3 separate regions of the Mus musculus genome follow, and regions 1 and 2 are each linked to region 3. A link is a contact called in public Hi-C data. All regions are on one chromosome and are shown on one strand. The core of a region is the stretch at or near the end of the contact, and the rest is flanking DNA. Distances in the headings are between cores, read along the strand shown.

Evidence for each region. A called contact is a pair of places that touch in the nucleus more often than the background predicts.
Region 1: a Hi-C map of the C2C12 cell line shows a contact between it and region 3, with 4 times the contacts expected there. The contact joins two enhancer-like sites. A contact is called at or near these places in 1 of 15 datasets of contacts at CTCF or cohesin (the NIH/3T3 cell line) and 7 of 484 Hi-C or Micro-C datasets (the 3T3-L1 cell line, the C2C12 cell line, beige adipocytes and 3 more).
Region 2: a Hi-C map of the C2C12 cell line shows a contact between it and region 3, with 2.0 times the contacts expected there. The contact joins two enhancer-like sites. A contact is called at or near these places in 1 of 15 datasets of contacts at CTCF or cohesin (the NIH/3T3 cell line), 16 of 484 Hi-C or Micro-C datasets (the 3T3-L1 cell line, the C2C12 cell line, the HL-1 cell line and 7 more) and 1 of 115 datasets of contacts at active chromatin or transcription factors (fibro-adipogenic progenitors).

What each region holds. Positions count from the first base shown.
Region 1 is chr12:9,761,387-9,764,216 of GRCm38.p6, forward strand. No RefSeq gene overlaps it. Among named protein-coding and RNA genes, the nearest start is that of Gm22845, 100 kb to the right of the region's middle. Within about 2 kb of position 1,340, at least 9 of the 459 cell types and tissues checked have an H3K27ac peak or open chromatin away from gene starts, as enhancers often do. A contact at or near this core is called in the C2C12 cell line, where this site is marked.
Region 2 is chr12:9,837,991-9,840,690 of GRCm38.p6, forward strand. No RefSeq gene overlaps it. Among named protein-coding and RNA genes, the nearest start is that of Gm22845, 26 kb to the right of the region's middle. Within about 2 kb of position 1,396, at least 62 of the 459 cell types and tissues checked have an H3K27ac peak or open chromatin away from gene starts, as enhancers often do. A contact at or near this core is called in the C2C12 cell line, muscle stem cells and myocytes, where this site is marked.
Region 3 is chr12:10,229,971-10,232,670 of GRCm38.p6, forward strand. No RefSeq gene overlaps it. Among named protein-coding and RNA genes, the nearest start is that of Nt5c1b, 140 kb to the right of the region's middle. Within about 2 kb of position 1,356, at least 27 of the 459 cell types and tissues checked have an H3K27ac peak or open chromatin away from gene starts, as enhancers often do. A contact at or near this core is called in the C2C12 cell line, muscle stem cells and myocytes, where this site is marked.

The DNA.
Region 1 (2,830 bases), core at 90-2,589, 470 kb before region 3:
AGTGTTAAGAAGAATTCTTTCTTCTGTCTTTACTGGAACAGAGAGTGCTCTAACACTATTATGTATCAAGGTCTTCCATTTTAAGCCCTTGTTTTTATTGGACACTGCAAACTACATATATCTAAAACCACTAGATTGTAGGCCAGATGATCAGGCTGGGGAATAGCCACTTATTCCCAGGTTCACGTCAAAACTGATTGAAACAAAGATTCAAATATGCCACCTGCATAATTTCCAACTGTAATTTACTAGGAACCCAGCCCTTTCCCAAGTGTTATTTGTAACCACAGGTTGCGTTTGTTGTTGTTGTTTGTTTGTTTGTTTTTTAACCAAGTTCCAGATTGATGCTGCATGGAGCTTGAAAGAACCCTTAAATGTGCCTAAATTGTTAGTGTGTGCGGGTTGCCACTACTAAGGCTCTGAGCCTATTTTGTGGGACAAAACCTGTAGCAGGGACTATCAGTGCTTATTAGTCTTGGAAAGAAGAGTCACAAGGAGGATCATGCCTACAAAGGTGAATGAGAGACGGTGACAGAAATGTTAGGTGTATAAATTAACTGGTGAAATATGAAATGGCAACTGACAAATGTATAAATGAAAAGAATACATTTGCATTTGAAAACAGTAAAATAAGTATAAAGTTTTAAAAGTTATACATACAACCATAGACGTCGTCCCTACATGAGGCCTGTGATATATATGTATTATTAACATTCATTAATTAATAAGGATAATTGCAAACTTGTTAAGCCCAGATGTGAATAATAAAAAGAGTATTGATTTTAGCTTCAGAAAGTATTAATTTGAATCTAGCTTTTTTCCTTTGTGACCTGTGTGGCTTTTGTTAAGTAATTTAACTACTCTGTTTCTTTTGGTCGGTAGTGAAACGGAGAAGGCAATACTTATCTAATTCCCATTACCATAATGGACAACTATGCAGGTGCATAGAAGCCATTTTATAAATAAGTGTAACAGGAATGAATGGATAGATGAATCTATAGCTTATACATGAGGCCTGTCTGGGGTGCCTGTGGAAAAGGGAGCAAAGAAGAGTAGCAAGTTGCTGTTTAGAGTTTGGAATGTGTGAACAGTGATGACTGCCAGGAAGTAACACAGCTGTTTTTGTGGAATGACAGTAACTTTGGAGAGAGAAACCTATCCGATGATCTTGTATCTGGCTGTTCCTAGGGGACATTTCTCTACATCTGCCCCAGTGTGGGCAACTGAATCACCCACAGCTGGTTGACTTCTTCCAAACCCATGCAAAGACGTCATGCAAAATGCTTCTGCAGCTGAATGGAACTCAGCTCTTCCCATGGAGCTCCTGTGGGGATGCCTAGTCACTGAGCACTATCAGTAATAGGGCAGTCAGCAGAGTAGCTTCTTTTTGCATCAGCAGGCTTCCACATTACAGAGCCCAGCAAAGCATCAGACATGCTTTTCATCATGTAAAACTCAGAACATGGTTCAAGGACAGCAGCAAATGCTTCATGCTTTGTTGTGAAGGGGAGAGGCTCATATATTTAAGGGAAGAATCTCTGCCTAGGGTAAGAATTCCACCAGCAGTCTTCTTGGAGGTCTATCCTATTCACTCTTTCATTTTAGGGCATCAGTGTTCCCATTGCCTTGGGTTATGTTTAATAGCTATGTAGTGAGTCACTTCGGTGTGTGTGGTTCATTGCCATAACTTAGGGATGTTGGGTAGCTGCTCATGGCTGACATCACTCTGCCTATTAAAAGTTTTGACGTGAACTTCTGCTGTTCCTCCTTTTTGTCTTCCACCTGCCCCTTTCTTTTTGTTTTTCTGAGATGGGTTCTTGCTACCCCCAGGCTTGATCTGAGCTTCTGAGTTTCCTGCCTCGGCCTCTAGGATGCCAGAATAACAAATGCTCAGCCCAGACTCAGCTCAAACAATACATCAGGCAACGTAACCCACAATCTTTCCAGTTTATTTATTTATTTTTTGAGATAATTTATGTTGCCAAGGCTTGCCTCAAACTTACTGTGTAGCTGAGGGTAGCCTTGAAATTCTGGTCATCTTCCCTATACTTAGTGCAGGGAATATAGGTGTGCATAATTATGCCTGGTCTCATTATAAATGGTAAACTAAATTTAGCAATTCTTGTTGTTGCTGTTAAGGAAGTTACTTGGGCACTGCATTATTATAAGCATGATGAGACTACTCCAGAAGAGGTTTGCTCCATGGCATGGAGCCTTCACAGGCATGCTCAAGTCTTTTTTTCCTGAAACAGTATGGCACAAAAGCTTGTTACAGAATGATATAAGGGCTGAAGAACTATCAAGAAAGGAATTGAGGGAGAACAAGAGAGGAGACAAACTCACAGCCAGAAGGACAATTGTCACTATTTCAAACATGTAAGCAGGACTGAGAACCGAGTAGAGTACCAGAGCTGCAAAGGATGAACAGGGGCTCCTTTTGTAAAATGGTTGGCATGCCTCAGGATGTAGTCTGTTAAAGGATCACACACAGTATCACTCATCTAAAACAGGAAATAGCCTTACTTTAACTGGTAAAAGATCAGCTATCCAGGTCACATTTTAGTGCTTGTAGTTAGTGGATTTTTACAGATCAATTCCTACAGATACTTCAAGAAGGAGTGGGTTCATTAAACCTCCAGACTTAAGGGAAGGGAAAACTTGTTGACAATGTTAGGTTTAAGCTTGGGGGTAAAAGAAGGATGAGATGGGAGAATTAAAAATGGATGAAGGAGGTAACATTCAAGGTTCTGTATCCTATCCCCTTTCTTAGTTCAAGATCCAGTGCATCAAGTGCACAGATCACTGACTGTCTCAGCTAGAGCCTGGCTCT
Region 2 (2,700 bases), core at 146-2,645, 390 kb before region 3:
ATAGGAAGACCAGCAGCAGTCTCCACTAATCTGAACCCCTGAAATCTCTCAGACACTGAGCTACCAACCAGGCAGCATACAAGAGCTGCTTGGAAGCTGTGACACATAAAGAGCAGAGGACTGCCTGGTCTGACCTCAGTGGGAGAAGATGCTCCTAATCCTAGAGAGACTTGAGGCCCCGTGGGGTGGGAAGGTCTGGCAGGGACAGGAGGTGGTGACAGCCTTTTGAAGAAAGGTGTAGGGTGAACCAAGAGGGAAGAAATGACTGGAATATAAAAAAATAAAATAAAAAGAAAAGAAATTAAAAAATAGGGAGATGTTTGTAGTTTTGTACTGTCTTCTGAGCCTACCACACCAGGTTCTGACAAATAACTTCAAGCCTGTGTTCACACAGATGGCTCTTACAAATCTTGGTGGGTCAAAAAAAAAAAAAGACACAAATATAAGAGTGAGACATGTGGGAAGGTAGGTGGGGCAGAGGTGGCATGGAGGTAGGAGGGGGGAGTAGTCAGTATGGAATGTATCCATATGAATGTATCCATAGGTGAAATTGTGAAAATAAAGGAAAACTAAAGTATATAAAAATAAATTTTAAAAGGGAGAGAAAAAAAGGAAGAAAATCTTGTGAGCTTCATCCAGGGAATGTAAAAGTATACTTATTCTTAACACACAGTTTTTGATATTTGGTTCCAATAGTAATTTGTAATCAGATATGGTAATATTCTTGACAAAAGTTTTATAACCAAGTTGAACAGATTTCGTACAGCAAACATGTGTCTTACTGACCCCTCATACGTGCCAAAGTTATGGCAGTATATCATTCTTAGTGAAGGACCTTCTGTTGTGGCAAGGGTAATTGGTTCAAAACCTTGTGGGTAGATTAAAGCAGCTATAACCAGAATCGGAACTCAGTTCCACCGAGGCTCTATTTCCTACCAGCAGTTGGTGTGCAGTGGACTCTTTCTCTCTTCATTACAATCAATTCTTAACCCTCACATGGGCCCACTTTATATCTTTTTTCATAAAGTTTAAATCCTGCTAAATTCAAAGTGTTGAAATAAACTTATTTACTTCCAGACTTCTGAAAATTTTAAGATGGAATATTTGTGTGGCTGAGTTTTGATTATAAAAAAATTCTGTTGTAACAGACAGTCTCTAAAGTTCCTGCAAGCAAATTGGGAAGCCTTATAGTAAAATGTTCACAATATGAACAATTCAATCGATAGACAGGATTGAGACTCTCAGCCAAGCCATGCTCACATTGGCGAAAAGAACAGAGTATAATTAGCTGCCCTAGCAGGATCACAAGTCTCCTTTCCGGGGGAGCTCTGGAGAGAACAGCCTCAGGGTACACACAGCTGCAGGATTCTCATTCCTTTGGGCTGGCTCATCACATATGTGGCTTCATGATATTCAAACCTTGGGTCTCAAACAATCTTTTCCCATTTTCTTGCTATGTATGCTTGACTCAGTAGCTTTGTTTATTTTCTTAAAATATTTAATTTGGTTTGTGCTTCCTGGTGTGGCTTGGCTAGGTTTTTTCCTAAGGGCAGTCTTCTTGAATCTCCTTGTCATTCATAATGCCACACCTCCAGAAGGACTGCACACTTCCTAAGTGTTGGGCACTGGTACCATCCCATCTTCATCTGAGGGTTGAGGTTTCATGAATTGCTTCACTGGGTCCACAAATGCTTGAGATATGGTCCAAGTTATGATGACCCATGCCAAAAGAATCAACCTTCTCGTTTTTCAACCAAGTTTTCTGACCATTATTACTGAGGTTCTGATAGTCTTCACACTGACTTTTTCCAGGCTATGAGGCAGAGGGAGCGGCTCCCTTCACTGCTCCAACTCTAGAAGCAGCTTTAGTTCTACTTTACTTGCACCCAACAGCTTTTGTGTCCCCCCACCCAGAGGAAAAACATACAATTATTTCCCCAACATTTTCAACATTCCAAAGCAACTAGTCCTGGGGTTCCCTGTGTGCAAATGGCCATTGCTCTTTCTCGGAGCAGAACTACAGGCTGGAAGCTATTGGCTTTCTTAGCATCCCCTTCAAAGAAGGAAAATACCAGAGCCTCCTGAACCAACAGTGAGACATGTTTGACTAGCAATGATGAAATGTCTTCTATAAACACTCCCTAACTACTCTCCTTCTCTTTCCAGGACTGATTCACCACTGAAATATTTGTGTCACTCAAGTTCAAGTACATGAAACCAAATCCTTTGGTGTCGGTGGCTCTCAGTGCCACAGAGGGCAGCATGAACTTTACCAGGGAGGGTGGCCATTAAATAATCCAGAGCAAGCTGATGGCCTCTGACAAGCTTTCTAGCTCAACAGACAAAGTTGGGACCAGAACTTATTATGTCAGATCCGTGGCGCACACTGGGAACCCTTGTTGCACAGTCATTTCCTCTCAGATGTTTCTGGTTTTACTAATACAGAATGCGCATTGCCAATACAAGAAGAGTTAGACTCAATGCCCCCAAGATGCCATTAGCAGGCAGTGCAGTCTTGTGTTAATTCAGAGCCATCTACTTAAGACTTTGTGACCATAATTCAAGTTTACTTGAATTCTCCAAAAAGGCGATTTTAAAAATGCATTTTCAGAGGAATAAAGACTGCCAGGGAATATCAAGCATCCTCTGGGGTTTGGCTGAGAGAGAAACACTGAGAATGATAAAACAGAAGTGAGGAAT
Region 3 (2,700 bases), core at 106-2,605:
ATGGCCATCATATGAGTAGTTATTGCTAGGCAAGAGCCCTAGTCCTAACCTGCTAACTATCCTACAACATAAAACCCTAAAAATAACAGTGAACAGTAATTTTAAATCACATGTATCTTAGCTTTCATTCTTCCATTGTGTAAAATAATAGAAGGCTATTTAAAAAGACCATTCTTCAAAAATCATACGTCTTCTTCACTCTCATGGCTTTCCAAGAAAATGTGATCTCTTCAAACTTCTTTTGTGCCTGTTTAATCAAAAGGCCACCTGTAACACACATGGACTGACTGAAAACCAAGTTGTTTCAAACAATTGTTGAAAACAATAAGCAGCACATTATTTCAGAATGTAAATAAATATTATGTTCTGTGTTATGGGTTTTGGATCTTTGTATCCATGTAAGCAAAAATGGGGTCAAATGGAAAAAATGCAATATTTGAAATCAGAAACTAGGGACTTAAAAATCCAAATCTTATATTTGTGGTTATTGAGTATTCTCATTCATGTATCACAAGAACCAGGTATCATAATTATTGTCTGTAACCACAGGGCTAGAGAATTGGAGACAGGAGGATAATCAGTTCAGACTGGTTATCCTTGGCTATATAGCAAGACCAATTTAGGAACCCTGCCTAAAATTAACAAAGTTAAAGAGTAAAGTCGGTAGGAGCACTTTAGCACATCCATGTACCAGCGCACACAGTCTTCTGCTAATTACTCTGCAGTTACTTCTCTTGTGGACTCTTCTCACCAGTCATGGGATCTGCGTCTGTGCTTTTCATCCCCGTGTAATCTGCAGCCCGCATCACATCCAGCTCCTTCTCTCCTGCCTCTGTAGATTTTCATCAGCCAAGACAAGAAGCCAGGTGGGACAGACTTTGTGAGGGACAGAACATGGGGGCCTGATGGAGGTGAGGAGAGATGGGAGGAAATGTCAGAGTGTTGGGAGAAAGTATGTTGATGACGCAGTAGGTGGGAAAGCTGGTCTGGTTAATGTCCGAGGTGTCCCAACACTCCAGACACTGCTATACTTACTCCTGTGCCACTGGAGTGAAACTTTTCTTAGGATCACTAGTCACTCAGCAAATCTTTTTTTTTTTTCCTTGAAGTTTTGCAAAGCGCATTTCCTGGCTCCAGGATTTTGCCACTGATGCCTATACAGACCGTTACTTTTATATTCTTTTGAAGCTATGTGTTTGTTTCAGGCAAGGCTTACATAGAAAAACTTAGGATTAGAAAAAAACAAAACGAAAAAGTAGTTCTAAATCATGGCTCTGAAGAGCAACAACTAGACTACGAGACATGCTTTAGCAAGGACTCCCTCAGAGGCACTGATGATGTCAGAGATACAAATAGCACGGCCCATCACTCAGCTGCATGCCTCCTAACCACAGAAGCACAGACATACACTAATGGACACATGGCTGCCTGTTTTTAGTGGATCTGCTACCAATTCTGTATCAGCATCTTTGTGTTTTTTGGCAAACTCAGGAAAGAGATTGCTAATCTTAGCACCCTAATTGGGGAGACTATCTGCCTTCTTTCGAGATTTACAGTTCCCAAGGTCTAAGGGGCACCCAGCTTATGTCCTGGCAACTCATTGCACGGCTTTGTTACTATTTGGAAACCACTTATTAGAATCTGCTTTAAACGTTATGGGAGAGTCGCTGCTGGTGTAAAATCATCCTCTAAGTTTTACTGAAGACATTGACCTTTTCTGTTCCCTTTCTTATGTGCATAGAAATCCAGTATGCCTCAGCCTGACATGGTCCATCAGTCACGAAAATGTGACACCCAGAACAGCAGCTGGGGGTGGGGAGGGTATAGAAGTACAAGAGCAGCTTCCTTACCCTGCCTGTGCTTTGAGCTGCACACCAATCTGCAGCTCCATTTTCCTTTCTTGGCCTTGGGCCCCTTCTTTCCGGCACTCTGTTTCAAAAAACATCACAAGCTTTGCAGGTGGTTTGTGTTGCACCACAGCTCGTATTCCTGACAGATCCTACGTCTGCACATTAATACTCCTCAATACTTCCAGCCTGAAGCTTTCCCAGACACACTGGCCTAAGAGCCTCAGAAGCAACACATTATATGGCTTGCTACACAGGAATTCCTTCTGGGTCTGAAGGTTGGAAGGTCATAGTGCTTTAAACAAAATAGGCTTCATGGCCACTTGCCTATGAACTTTAAGGTATTTGACTACATGAATAAGAAACCAGTCTTCTACAAAGATGCTGGGCAGCGCTGAGTTACCACAAGCATGAATGATTATCAATGCTACAATTACAATCATACAGTGCTTAGAAAATCAATCAGTAAACATTTGTTAGGTCCTTCTCCTCTATGTGACATTATCTAGTTTAAATAATATATTTCTTTTCAAAGGATATCACATAAGGCCAGTGATTATTTATACAATTTATAATTAAAAGAATACCTAAAACAATGTAATCTGGCAAAGGCTATATATACACTTAGTTTAAGGACAGGCAGGGCAGGACACTAAACCAAGATAAAGGGTTCCTGAGTTCAGGCTAGCTAACCCAACTTATTCATTCAGAGACTGAAAAACAATGAAGAGAATGGTGTTAACTGGCAAAGAGATGAAAGGAAAAAAAAAAAGCTCAGCAATTGACTTCTACATTGTTACAATCTGTCATTTGAGGAGCCATTGGAATAGTTTGCTGGGCTGGGGAGCGATTT